Linked DNA regions of Gasterosteus aculeatus: region 1 is linked to region 2. Evidence: chromatin contacts called from public Hi-C data. All regions are on one chromosome and are shown on one strand. Each heading gives the region's core, a stretch centred on a gene start, on an enhancer-like site or on the middle of the called end of the contact. The rest is flanking DNA. Distances are from core to core; before and after follow the strand shown. Region 1 overlaps prkcaa (protein kinase C, alpha, a). Region 2 overlaps prkcaa (protein kinase C, alpha, a).

Region 1 (6,815 bases), core at 2,385-4,884, 45 kb after region 2:
TCAGATGTGCTTTGGGTTTTTTTGTAACTTGCAGTCCTGAGCTTTAAGCCAATGCTTCTTACATTCACTCACTACCAAACTCAACAATGTGAAACTTGAAGCCTGCATTGAGGTTCAGGTATTCTACTACAAAATGCCCCAACAACATGCCAAAAACACGCATTCAGAAGAAGAATTGGAACAAGTTGCACGCCCAAATAGAACCTGGGACAGCATTTTGTGTTAATGAAGGGAATAATACATGTACATGAAATACAAATCCAGTATCCAGCAGCACGAAGACATGTGATGCTTTGCTGTAGCTGCTGGGGGGGTGGGGGGGGGGGGGGGGTCAGGAAAAACCTGACCACTCAAATTCCATGTGACATCAGCATGACAGCAGGGACATGGACGTCATCCCACCTGGGACTGCTCAGTCACTTCCCTTCCTGCTCTCAAATCCCCTCATCAAACTGTGAAACAGATTTGAGCTCCGTCATGACAGCAGCACGCAGGAACTGAATAAGGCTCCATTATCTACCGACATGCAGGTGTCACAGGACGCAGGAGCCTCCCTGTGCCAAGGAACACAAAGATCGGCATCGACGCGTCACCACGGGTCTCCATGGAAGCCCAGAAGGTAATCTAATGCAAACATCACGACTCCATTTCAAATATTGACGAATTGATCGATGCTTATTTTTGAAAGCGCTGGGTTTTACAAATTCAAACACAATCCCTCTGGGTTGGCAAATGTCAGTAACAGAAGCATGTTTTTTCTGCAAAACCACAAGCTTAAACAATGGCAAACACAGGGATAATATAAGGAATATGTTGAAAAACAACAGGGCATTTTCCCCAAATGCATTGTGGGAGTTCAGCTGATAAATAATTCAGAGCGCCATGATAGATTAGGCTACTCTTAATGCAGCTGGTCTGAATTGATTGCCTCAAAAACAGGAAGAGACCAGAGGCTTTCAGGGAAACTCAAGGCGGCCGTACAGTTTAATGCTGTTTCTGATGTGAACAGTTCCCCCCCCCCCCCCCAAACTCATCATGATCCCGCTGAGGACACACAATGTCAGAGGTGGCATGGAACCATGTGCCAAAGCACTGTGCTCCACAAAGAAGACGGTCACAGGTGACAGAAACAAGGGGTCACAAACCTGTGACCCTACATTGAAATGTCAGATTTGAGACACGGGGCAGATATTTCAAACAGGCAACACTTGAGGTTAGTTCGCGCACAGTAGACTTTTAGAAAGACGCCACATTGACGCTGTTTAGGAGGCTCTGAAAGACGTATAAAACGGTCGTTTTTTGACCCATTCGTACCCTTTCGATGCTCAGCGTGGTGAGCGGCCAGTCAAAATTGAGCAGCACCATGTTAACAACATCTTTGAGAGCTGCTGTGACTTTAAGTGTTTTTGTGGTTGTTTATTTTCATTTGACAAGCCAGCGACAGAACTCAGGGCTCATAGAAGTTATCACCAACGCGGGCAATATGGACTGTTTTTTGTTCTCACAGATCACACCGCAGTTTGGACTGAAACTAACAGTAACATGCGTTGTTTTGCAATGGTGAACCGTGGTGGTGCTCAGTTTACTGCTTTGCTAGAGCAGCGTGAAGTAATTAGGGCCATTTCTCTTCAGGCACCAGGGAGCAGTGTGCAGGTCGGGGTCCCGTTCACCGTCTAGCATTCAAAGGCGTCAAACACAGTTAAAAATAGCTGCCAGTGGCGATCATTGAGTCAAGTGTACAATGGGGTCACATTACTGCAAGAGAAAGGAATAATGAATATTGTCTTCCAGATACTCAAAATGAGTGGCAGCAGTTCACGTCCTTTTGTTATCACACATTGGACATCACAAGACAGAGCAAGTGTCCATCCATAAACAGAACCTGCTACATGCATTGCAGTGTGTCTCTTCAGGGCCCCGGGGAGCAATCCTAAATATAGCCTAGGTTGAACTCTGGCCCCTTCCGTCTCCAGAACATACACACACACACACACACACAATGAGAACCCCACATGTGCCATGATGCCTCATCTCTTCTCTGCTTGCTTCAAAATATGTGTATCTTGATGAACGTTAACGATACGAGAAGAAGATCTACATCAAACCAATTCTACGTTTGCTACTTCCTTCTGCGTGACCTAGATGTGAGGAAGGGATTGGACATGTGGGAGTGTGTGTGTGTGTGTGTGCAGAAAGACAGAGAGTAGCCATGTAGGAGGCCGCTGCGGAGGGCAGTTTTCTTACTCTGAGCAGAAGAAATTACATAGACGGAGAAACATGCAAGAAAAAGACAGCGGAGAGGAGGAGGAATGGAAAGACCAGATTTGGAGATTGGAAGAACAAAATTCAGCTGTTTGCATCAAAGCGGTTAGCATCTGTTTCATCTGCTTCCTTTTTCCAAGTACACTTACATCAGAGAGGAAGGCATAAACAAAGGCCAGGCCGGTCGGCCTCTTAGGTGGCGGAGACAAAGCAACAGATGCAGAAGAGTGACCGGTCTTTCAGTCTATAGGGCTTATGAGAATCCCGGGACCACAGTCAACAGGGCTTTCATGTCCCGTCCCATCCCACAATCAGTTCTTGGAGGCCAAATAACAGCGTGGTAATTGTTTTTTAAGGCTTTCATGGTTGAAACTGTAACAAAAAATCACTTCCCCAAAGTTGTGTGGGAAAATAAATAATATATATATAACACATATAGTGCAAACAGAAAAGCTTTCTCTGGGAGAGCCTCTAATTGTGGGATTTAAATTCCTTTTTAGCGAGCCCAGAACCTGCAGTGGCACTTATGGAAGTCCTAACGAGTCCCTTTGGATTAGGACTTCAAAGTTGAATCACTGGGGGTTTTAATCGTTGCCCGTTTTCTGGTCGCTGCTATTAAACCACCAAATGAATAGAATTGCGCTCCATTGGATGGAAGAAACTAAGGACAAAAATAAGCTGTGGTAATTCAATCTATTTGAGTATTACCGTTGTCTAATGCAAGCAGCTTTGGTCATTTGTTGATTCACTGACGCCTTAGCGGCCACTAATCCTCCTGGGATCCACACAAGACTGCTCGGCTACTGAACCTCAGAGAGACGCTACTTACAGTTATTTCACCGTAAAAGCAGCCCGAGGCTGATTTGTAATTAACCCTCACGAAAAGATGGAGTTTATTGCCCGCCGGGTGACCCCTCTGGAGGAGTAAAAGCACGAACCAATGTATCACCGTCCGCAGGACCAACATATCTGCCGAGCCGTAGCCGCGGCGCCGTCGGATGTCGGCTGCTGGTTGGGCCTCAACGTCTTCATTCATCAAAAATGCGCAGGTCGCCGGTACAACACTTTAAGTGCGCACAATGTGCGTCGTGTTTCTGGCCACTGACCACCGTAGTCTGCATTACAACCAGGCCTCTCACGCAGGAGCAGAAAGAGCCCGTCGACATGGAAACTCAGGAGTTTACCTTTCCACGGCCTGTCAACACGGGCCCTACTGGCATGACGGGGTGGCGGATGTGTACTAGGATGCTCCCCGTACTGTCCAAACACTGAACAGCACGGGTTAAACAAAGACACTGTGTACTGATGGGATCTGCCGGATGAGGAAAACATCAGTGCAGAGCCATCGCGCTGCGGACACAAGCGGGACTCGCTCCTCCCCTGTGAAAGACACAACAACCACACACACACACACACACACACACACCGGAACAGCTTCTTTCCCCGGGCCGCCCCCCTGGTGAACACACCGTGTCAGAAACAAATCTGTGTGCATATTTATTCAAGCATCCTTGCCCTTGTATCTCCATTTCATATGTTATTGGTCTACAGATTTATGTCTGTACGCATAATAGGTAAATGTTTATGCTGACCTTTGTTCTACTTTGTTGCCCTTGTCAAACTCCCGTATACATGGCAGGAAAATTTCCGAAAGGATTTGTAGCCGCTATCATTTGTATATCAGAGTCAAAGACCACTAACTATCAAAAGGACCAAATAGGCCGGGCTGCTTTCATGGATTCTCTCTGACAACTGGTCCAACTGCGTATAGCCAGCAGGCTACAACAGGGGTAAAGAAACCAGCTATTGAGGGGACATCTCGGAAATACCCATTAGCTTCCCCTTTTCATCTTTGGAAAGTCTTGTGGGGAAAGTCAGTTGTCTGTAATCCAGCAATAAACATCCGATGCAATGTGGAAATCAGAGGCATTTCTCAAGAAACCCGCCGATCGACACAAATAACCTGTTACGAGCAGCATATGGAGCAGAAAATTAAACGTGGGCACCGTTGTAATATTATTTCACTTAGAATAACCAGAAGAAAAACAGTGTGTGAACAGTCTGTGAAGCCTCCAATATGTGTTCTAAGAGGAATTTACCTCAGACACTTTTACACGAGCAGCAAATGACGTCATCGCTTTAAAAGTGTCCGCAGCTCCTTGTCGTGCGCCACCCAATTTTTGTAACCCATGCCACAGAGTACAGCTAAGTATAAACCAGGTTGAAATGAACATTTCCTGCTTCACACTTCTCAAAAACCCCTGACTGATCAAATCTGAAATAGGATCGACCGCGCGGGTGGAAGGGCACCAAGTTCTCATGATACCGACGACGCGCTGTATCGAAAAGTCACCTGGTGGCAGAAATCTGAGATTAGCTCGACCACCTGGAGCAAGGAATGAACATTACACGGACGCTCCTTTCAATAGGAGCTTGAATAAGAATACTTGACCGCCACACATTTAAGCAGGGATGCTCAGTGGGCGACAGGGGGGGGGCGGCGGCTTTGACTGAACGAAGGCGAGGCTGCAGGACGGGATTACACAGTCAGAAACCAGAGAAGAACAATACCAACCGACAGCCGGTATGAAAAACAGTGAATGCGTACGGGTTGCCCGGCTGCATCATGATGTTGACTAAACTCATTTGAGATACCAGGCTGCACCGACGCAGCAGGCCAGAGAAAAAGAGCCACAGGAGAAGTAGCCATGTGAAGACGTACAGACAGCGCACAATGCAGATAGCATCTAGACAGCCGGCAGGATTTTGTTTCCACAACATTTAACTCTCCCCAAAATAGACTTTGCTCTAATGTTTCATTACGAGTGTCACTTGAGGATTGAGATTTATTTTTTTCCTGCTTGCATCAAGATGCAAGATGTTCAGAACAATAAACCTAACGTGTTGCACAATGTAACAACTCTTTTTCTCATTGATGAATTAGCCAATTACTTTCTACATTCATCGTAATTTGGTCAATAAAATGACAAAATAATCAAATCGACATATATTTGTCAAAGAATAATCCAAACAACAAAGATATTACTTTTCTTTACGAAGTGGGTTTAATATCTCACTTCCTATCTGCTTCTAGTACCACTCAAAAGTCTTTCTTTTCGTTCAATTCAATGAAAACCAGTTTGTGTCCGGACTTGTACACGGGTACTGTGCCGCCCACATTACGCTGAGAAAAGAGACATTTGCAGGGCTGAAAATGAAATGTCACTCTTGTTAGAGAAATGCCAATCTCCGGTTTTATTACTTTGTCACTTCAAGTAGTGACTGAGAGGCTCGCAGGCTCTGCTGGAGCCCTCGACCCTCATTTTCTAGAAGCTTAAGTTGAATAATTGATGGCTGAACAGATATTATAAAGTGTGTGTGGGGGGCGGGGGGCGGGGGGGGCTTTCTCTCTTTGAATAGCCGCAGTGTAACCAATGACCTTAATAACCAATTACCTTCACCTTCATGAGGCACGCATTAGTTATTAAACACTATTTATAGCAGAAGAAGAATGAGTGGTTCGTTTTAAATACAAGAAAAACCTGCACAGCACCATTTGCCCGTTGCCCACCCCCCCACACCCCCCCTCCTCTCCCCCGGACGTTTTTCTAATCATTCCATCTACTACGTATGAAACGCTGCAAACAAAGAGGGCAAAGGTGAAAACAGCGAGTCGCTGCTGAAGCTGAGCAAGGGGGGCCGGGGGGGGGGGGGGGGCCGCAGACATGCCAGGCTGTCAACGCCCCGACACCCTGGACCGAATCATTCTACGCAGGACGCTTTCTCACAAATATTAAGCGAGCAGCCGGCAGTAGGAGATGTCGCCGTGGGGCAGGTGTTGGGGGGCTTTGTAGCAGGCAGTGGAAGCGATCCTATGAAGTGAACACTTCCCAAGCACCGAGGGCACTACGAGGCGCCTGAACGCATCGCTGCGAGGATTAGCGCGCGTCTCTTCCACGCTCTCAAGGGAGGCGCTCCGGATCCCTCGACGTCAAACGCCCTGTGAAGTGTTTATGTCTTCTACAGAGAGAGAGAGAGAGTGACTCTACTGTGTGCAAGGAACGATGCATCCAGAGGAGGTTTTCCCAATCAAGTCATGTGACACAGCGTCAACTCTCTGCACGCAGCCAGCAGAGCAAAGTGATCAAATATTCAACTTACCTTTTGCACGCTTTTATCCAAAGCGACTTAAGTGCATTCAAGCAAGAGGGAACAGGCCCAGAATTACCGTAAGTGCTAATACAGTGCTACCTAGTCCAGGTGCAGTCAGCTGAGGTGTGTTTTTAGTTAACTGAAAAACCTGAAACCCAGATCAGAGGCGACCGCGGCCGAAGGCAACGGTCTGGAACACATTAAAGAACATGAAAGATTGTCAGTGGAACATCAGCTTCACACCGTCTGCCCCGTTACCTGGGCACTCAGCATGCATCAGAGTCGCACTTTGGCAAGGCCCAACGTTTCCACATTAGGTGAGGAATTCTGAGAGTTGATGCATGCTGAAGCCCGGCGTGGCAGGTCGATGGGAAATCGGGCTCCGGGATCCAGAAGAGTCC
Region 2 (6,061 bases), core at 391-2,890:
TCCATCAAAGTGCTTTTCTATTGAGCTTCTCTGACAAACTTGGTGTGGTATGTTGTATTGTCATTATTGAATCCAGTACGGTGAACCTCAAGGGTCTACGCTGGGTCCACATCTACTCCATCTATACAAGCTGTCAATTGAGTTATTTCTGACACGTGAGTAGAATTTGCATAGCTGGAAAAGTGCTTACAAAGTCAATCGGGTATGAATCAAAATATTTTGTAAACCGTTTCCATTCTAAATGGAAATCAGTTCCAAAATTAGGTCAATCATTCAAGTCCAGTCAGCACAAACAACACTGCAATTTAAGTTTGATTTCTGAAATAAAACCAAAATATGTCAAACACAGTGACAATTTTTTCTATTTTTAAAGGATCTAATCTCATCCAGCGTGTATTTGATTAACGTTTCAAGTTAACACAGTTCAGGTAACATCTGAAGTAATTGGAACTTAATCCAATTAAATAATCCAAAATCTCTGAATAAAGTAAAACTTGAGGCAGGCTAAGCCACCTTTGTACACTATTATCCCATAATACCACACTTTGCATCCAGTTGCATTGCATCCCTTCAATAATGGCTGTCAGTCAACTCTGCTAAAATGTCAAGAACACAGGAACCTTGTGTTTGAAGTTGTACTCAAGCACGTGTGCCAGTAACAAGGGAGCTGCTGATGCAGACACCCCGTATGTTGCCCCCACTTAATAACAGCATCCTTATCCCCCGCTGGTGCGAGTCGGCTTTTGTGAGCCCCCTGCTGCAAATTAGACCCATTTCCTTTGAGCAAATGCACACAAACGCATCCTAATGTGAACATTGATGAATGATCATTTTCAACTGTACAATTCATAATACCTTTTTTTTGTTTTGTCAGTCACCAGCGAGAGCATTTGCGACGTTGCAAGTGAAAACCGTAAACACAAGAGAAGCTTATCAACAACCCAAAGCTCTTAAAAATATAATTCAAGAAGATGCTTATTTCCGTTCCATTGGCGTAGTTTACTTAAATGGACCATTTAAAGAAAAGCACAGCAGGAGACTTGACTGAACTCCGTTAAAAGCTCTTTGAACAAAACCTCCTGTTTGCCTTTGCACAGCTGGAGCAAATTGAGCTCCAAGCAAGGTGATCCGCCACCCACGCACACACGCACACTGCAGAGACATGTTCATTTGCTTCATTAGCATCGCCACGCACATTAGTGCTGTGAGTGACATCCATAAGGTCAGCGGAGCACCAGGGGGTTCTTCACAGCCGTCACATCGGCTGGAAGATGACTGCACAACCTACTGTTGCCTTTCAAAACTGCCGTTGATTCGGCCGTGTTACATAAATAAATTGGCTTTTTTTAGACGTCGGCGCTTTTTGCCAGACGCTTAATAATTAAAAGGACTTGAAAGTTATTTATAAGACAGTCTTGGCAGAGCCTTTTTTTAACTTTAATGAGCCAGCAGACAGGGGCATTGGCTTGGCTGTTCAACTCTACCCTCTGCGGTTTTCATTGCAGAAAAACGCAATAAAAGTTACCATGCCTGTTTTGGGGGGTTTGAATTTTGGACTGGAGGAGTAACACTGAACACAAGAATGAACACGCATTCGGCGAACATACTGTTCAGCCTGGGGTGAAAGGGAGTTGGTGTTCAAAGAGCTTCATGGGAAGAGAGAAGGAGGGATATTTATATTTAATATGAACCGAGGTGCTGCCCCAGAGGTAACCAGCGATCCAGTGTAGAAGTACTATAGGCAAACTCACTACTTCTATTCTCAGAAGTCAGGTCTGAAATACAATGTGGACAACAGTGGCAGTTGGTCAGAAATAGACGTGAAGCAGTAGACGTAATTGATGATCTAGTTAGAGATTAATGCGGTTGGTCAGCCTTCCTTCAAATCATCAAAGGTCAAGGTCAACAAAAAAAATGTCATTGAGGAGGGTAATAAATCCTCGCCAGACAATAAAATACATTATTCTGTACATTTTGTTATAGTGTAAACCATTCCTGCAGTAATCAGTTGGATCAATCATCACAGAGGTATGGTTGATAAATGATCTCCTCACTGTTAAAGTGAGACTGAATTTCCTCAAACAGTTTCAGCACAATGTTTGCTCAATACTGCAGGCAACTCCCGAGCTTTTGAGCTGCTTCAGTCAACGGGCAACATGTTGGAAGCACTGCAAGAGAAACACTTTCCAGGTTGTGACCAACTGTTGTTTGCTTTTTATCCTTGTCTGTGTCAATGCAGGTACAACTATTCACCCGGTGATGAGTAACAAACACAAGACAGCTCTGCGTCTCATGAGATACAGAAGGACAGGAGCTGGGTGGCCTGTTTGTAACTTGTATCATTCTATTTCTGGGGTTCTGGCGACGGTTCAGCTTCAGACGAGGTCAAGTTTAGACTCCAGATCCTCTCGAGCTTTTGTCTCAAGCACTTTTGTGCGCACTGACATGCAGGACAGTTGTAGCACATGGCCTTGGATCTTTAACAAAACAATACCAAGACAAAGACCTTAGTTCGCTCTGAACTTTCGGCCACACTCCACCCATGTAAATGTGTCACATGATAGATACGCATGATAACAATAACAAGATAAGATACTGTCACAAAACAGTGTAAGATCCCAGGAGGTTTATCTTGATTCAATGATAAACGTGCACACCCGATGGTGCCTTTGACACTTGATGGACGAGTGGCACAGATGACGAGTGGCACAGATGACGAGGCCCGGCGGCTCGCCGGCGGGCGCTGCTGAGGGCAAACTCTTGTCCAGCAGCAACTGTGACACCGAGTCACTTTGAGGTCAAGAGCGGCTCCAACTCTCCCATGCGTTGGTCATCAGTAATACTTGGAGCTGCAAGATACTTGCTGTAAACAAACCTCTGAGGGACGGATGGAATGTTTGTGTGTGTGTTTATACTTTGGAAACTAAATTGTGTGACTTCGGTGCACTGCAAATCTCTGCGTGTTTCTGTGTGTGTGTGTGTGTGTGTATATGCAGAATATATTCGTAAGATCTTTGTGGTTTTGTGGGCGTGCGTGTGTCTTTGCGTGTAATACCAGTTCCTACCACACTGCAAAAACAGCAGGTTGGTGACTCCCTGACACGCAGTCAGGCGAGCCACAGCGGGTGGGAGCTTGTGAACGGCTCCTTCCGGTCAAGAAAACATCAGTGGGAGAACAATGCCGCTATGCGTTGTGCCTGGTTGTTCCGATTACAATAAAAATGTCAAAAAGAGCTTTTTGCATCCAGTATCCTGCGAACGATTTACCTTTACAACTCGTGTGTAAACAGATACACTGAGGATGCTGTCTGCGATACCGCTGAGCTGAGAAAATGTGCTTCTGGCTGATGTCCCCTGAATGTGAAATGGCTGGTACCTGTTTCTATGCAGCCTGAACAAACCCTATTTTGGTGCTTGAGAAGATTTCATGAAACAAAACGGTACGGCCATGTGAAGCACTGCGTGAGTGCTAAAAGGTCAATATTGTGTTTTAGGTCAACCGCTAAAGTCTTCTCCAGTGGGAAGCTTTTCACCAGCAAGTGATACAGCAGCTGCCAGGGGCCACACCCATCCTCTACACACACACACACACACACACACACACACACACACACACACACACACACACACACACAATATGTAAGCACTTACACCCTTCTGCATCGTCTCCCCCCCAAGAAAAGCCTTGATCGAACCACATTTCAGAAAGGCATGTCACAGACCATTAGCAAGAGAGACACAAGATCTGTTAGTGTTCATTAGGATCCCAGAGTATATAAATATCATCAGCCCTGCAGCCCATGGGACTCTGCCTCTGTCAATTAAGAAAATAAATGGGATGAATGATATATTTCTGAAGAAAAGATGTGTTGAGACAACCAGTATTTTCTTTAAGGCTTCACTTCCCCTGTGACTGAAGGCTGCTATGTGTAGACTAAAGGTGACCACTTGTTATTGCACATACTGGTACGTCATACAGCTGAGTGAGGGCAGCCATTGACTGTACATCCATGCACTGATCAGAATTTGCTAGAGATCAACAATTCAAATGTCATTTGAGTGAGCTGCCCACAAAGGGGCTAATGATAGCAATACCGTATTTAAAGGTGACTCTCATCACCTAACCCTAACTGAATTAAGCTGCTGACATGCATCGTCTCTGCGCAGCAATTAAGATAAAGGCCCCGCTGTGCAGGCCACGTGGTGAGTAATCATTCCCGTTATGGTTCAGGTTTGTAGGGATGCTTCTCAGCCCAGGCTGTTTTTTTAGACTTCCAACCTTCTTTATAACATTACATCACATTACATGTCATTTAGCTGACGCTTTTATCCAAAGCGACTTACAATAAGTGCATTCAACCATAGGCTACAAACTCAGAAGAACAAGAAACAAGAAAGTGCAATTTCCTCAAATAAGCCAATTTACAATTTGCTATAGATAAGTGGCGTCATAAGTACAATTTAAGTGCTACAATAACGACTTTACTTTGATCGACCAATCAAAAGTTAGAGCAATTTTTGTTTGAAATAAAAATAGGTCATATATATATACATACATACTCATATTGTTGTATAGCTACAGCTATGTCACAAGAGCAATGAACCAATGTTGAATTTTAATCTCTGGGGGGAGTTCAAGAAACCTCTAAAGATCCATAGTCTGACTCTATAAACACTTCACAGACAATTTATTAACTGTTTATGGAATCACTTTCTAATGTCTGTGGGTCAAAGAGCATGGGAACTTAACATAACATCTATTTTTGTCTGCATTTTAATTAAACTTTAAGTGTATGCCACAAACATCAATCTGTGCTATTACTTTAACATATCTGTGCACAGGCTTTTGTCTCGGCGCACATGAAAAGCCGAACTCTGGGAAAATGGTTGTTATATATTAGCGATCGCATATTGTAGCCTAAAGAACCCTTGAGCCTTTCAGGGTGTGTTACAGTCAACGGGCCTTTTGACATTCACGCAGTGCTTCATGTTGTCCCAACTGCTTTTTTATCTGGAAAACACATCTCCTTTTCATTTCCCTCCACTCCCACTTCCTCCTTCTTCCTCAATCCTGCACTTCTCCTTCGCTCTCCCGTCCATCCGCATCCGCACTGATTGTAATGAAAGTTATGGTTCACATTTTTTAACTTGAAAGACTTTGTCCTTCTAGCTTGCTCAAGCGTTAGACACTAAAAGAACACAGCTTGGAGAAAGACACTCACTATAAGAGTAGAGGATGTTTGTTTATTCCCTGTTGAAGGAAGTGAGTAGCTGTGGTGTGTGTGTGTGTGTGTGTCTCCTCTCGTGTGTCCGCTCTGCAGCTACAGCTTCCAGGCAGTGAGATAAGCCTATCCGGCACTTTTCACAGTGCAATTTTACGATCTCATTTAGGGGAAACTGTGCACCCTGGCAGGGCTTTGCACGATATGTCACCACTCGCACACCAAAATAAAATCAGTGCTCTAAGCAGATTCATGTGGCATCGGGTTTCCTTGTGACCACGTTTGCTTGGAAGCAACTCTTCCAGAGGGGCGTGTGCTAAAAGCATGTGCACGGGTTCGGGCGGAGGGGCTGACTTATGGGGACACTTAGGTGAAAATACTTGGATATGTGAATTTCTGTCATTGCAAAATGTGCTTTAATTTTGTTTTATGTATTAAAAAAAATGTCTGGATCCTTTTTTTCTGTTTTTGACGTCTGCAGCAGTTTGCAAAAGATTGTCTGCACAGGTATTCATTTGAGGGGGTCAAGCTAAAAAATACATATATGGGCAGATATAAAGAGGGAAAAAAAGAGGTAAACATTTCTGAAAAGGTTTCTTTTACACTTCTTTGCACTCACACATTTGGCCGCATGATGCAACCATGACATGGTGTTATAGACCACTTCTGGGCCAGAACAGGCCAGTTTAATAGAAATGGCCAACACCTTCTCTTGAAGGAAATGGACTAAAAACACAAATGTGAGGGCTCATTGCCTTTGACAACCCAAGATGCCTGTGGCAGAGATGATGTAATTCAGCCCCACTCCATCTTAATCTCGTTTTCAATTTCCACAGAGA

The links. A called contact is a pair of places that touch in the nucleus more often than the background predicts.
Region 1: a contact with region 2 is called in a Hi-C map of liver, with 2.7 times the contacts expected there. The contact joins two enhancer-like sites. A contact is called at or near these places in 3 of 6 Hi-C or Micro-C datasets (blood and trunk muscle, liver and whole body).

What each region holds. Positions count from the first base shown.
Region 1 is chr9:10,611,192-10,618,006 of fGasAcu3.hap1.1, forward strand. All of the region lies in intron 2 of prkcaa (protein kinase C, alpha, a), which reads right to left. Among protein-coding and RNA genes, the nearest start is that of prkcaa, 5.6 kb to the right of the region's middle. Within about 2 kb of position 3,635, at least 4 of the 9 cell types and tissues checked have open chromatin away from gene starts, as enhancers often do.
Region 2 is chr9:10,568,586-10,574,646 of fGasAcu3.hap1.1, forward strand. The region is part of intron 3 of prkcaa (protein kinase C, alpha, a); the gene reads right to left. Among protein-coding and RNA genes, the nearest start is that of prkcaa, 49 kb to the right of the region's middle. Within about 2 kb of position 1,641, at least 1 of the 9 cell types and tissues checked has open chromatin away from gene starts, as enhancers often do.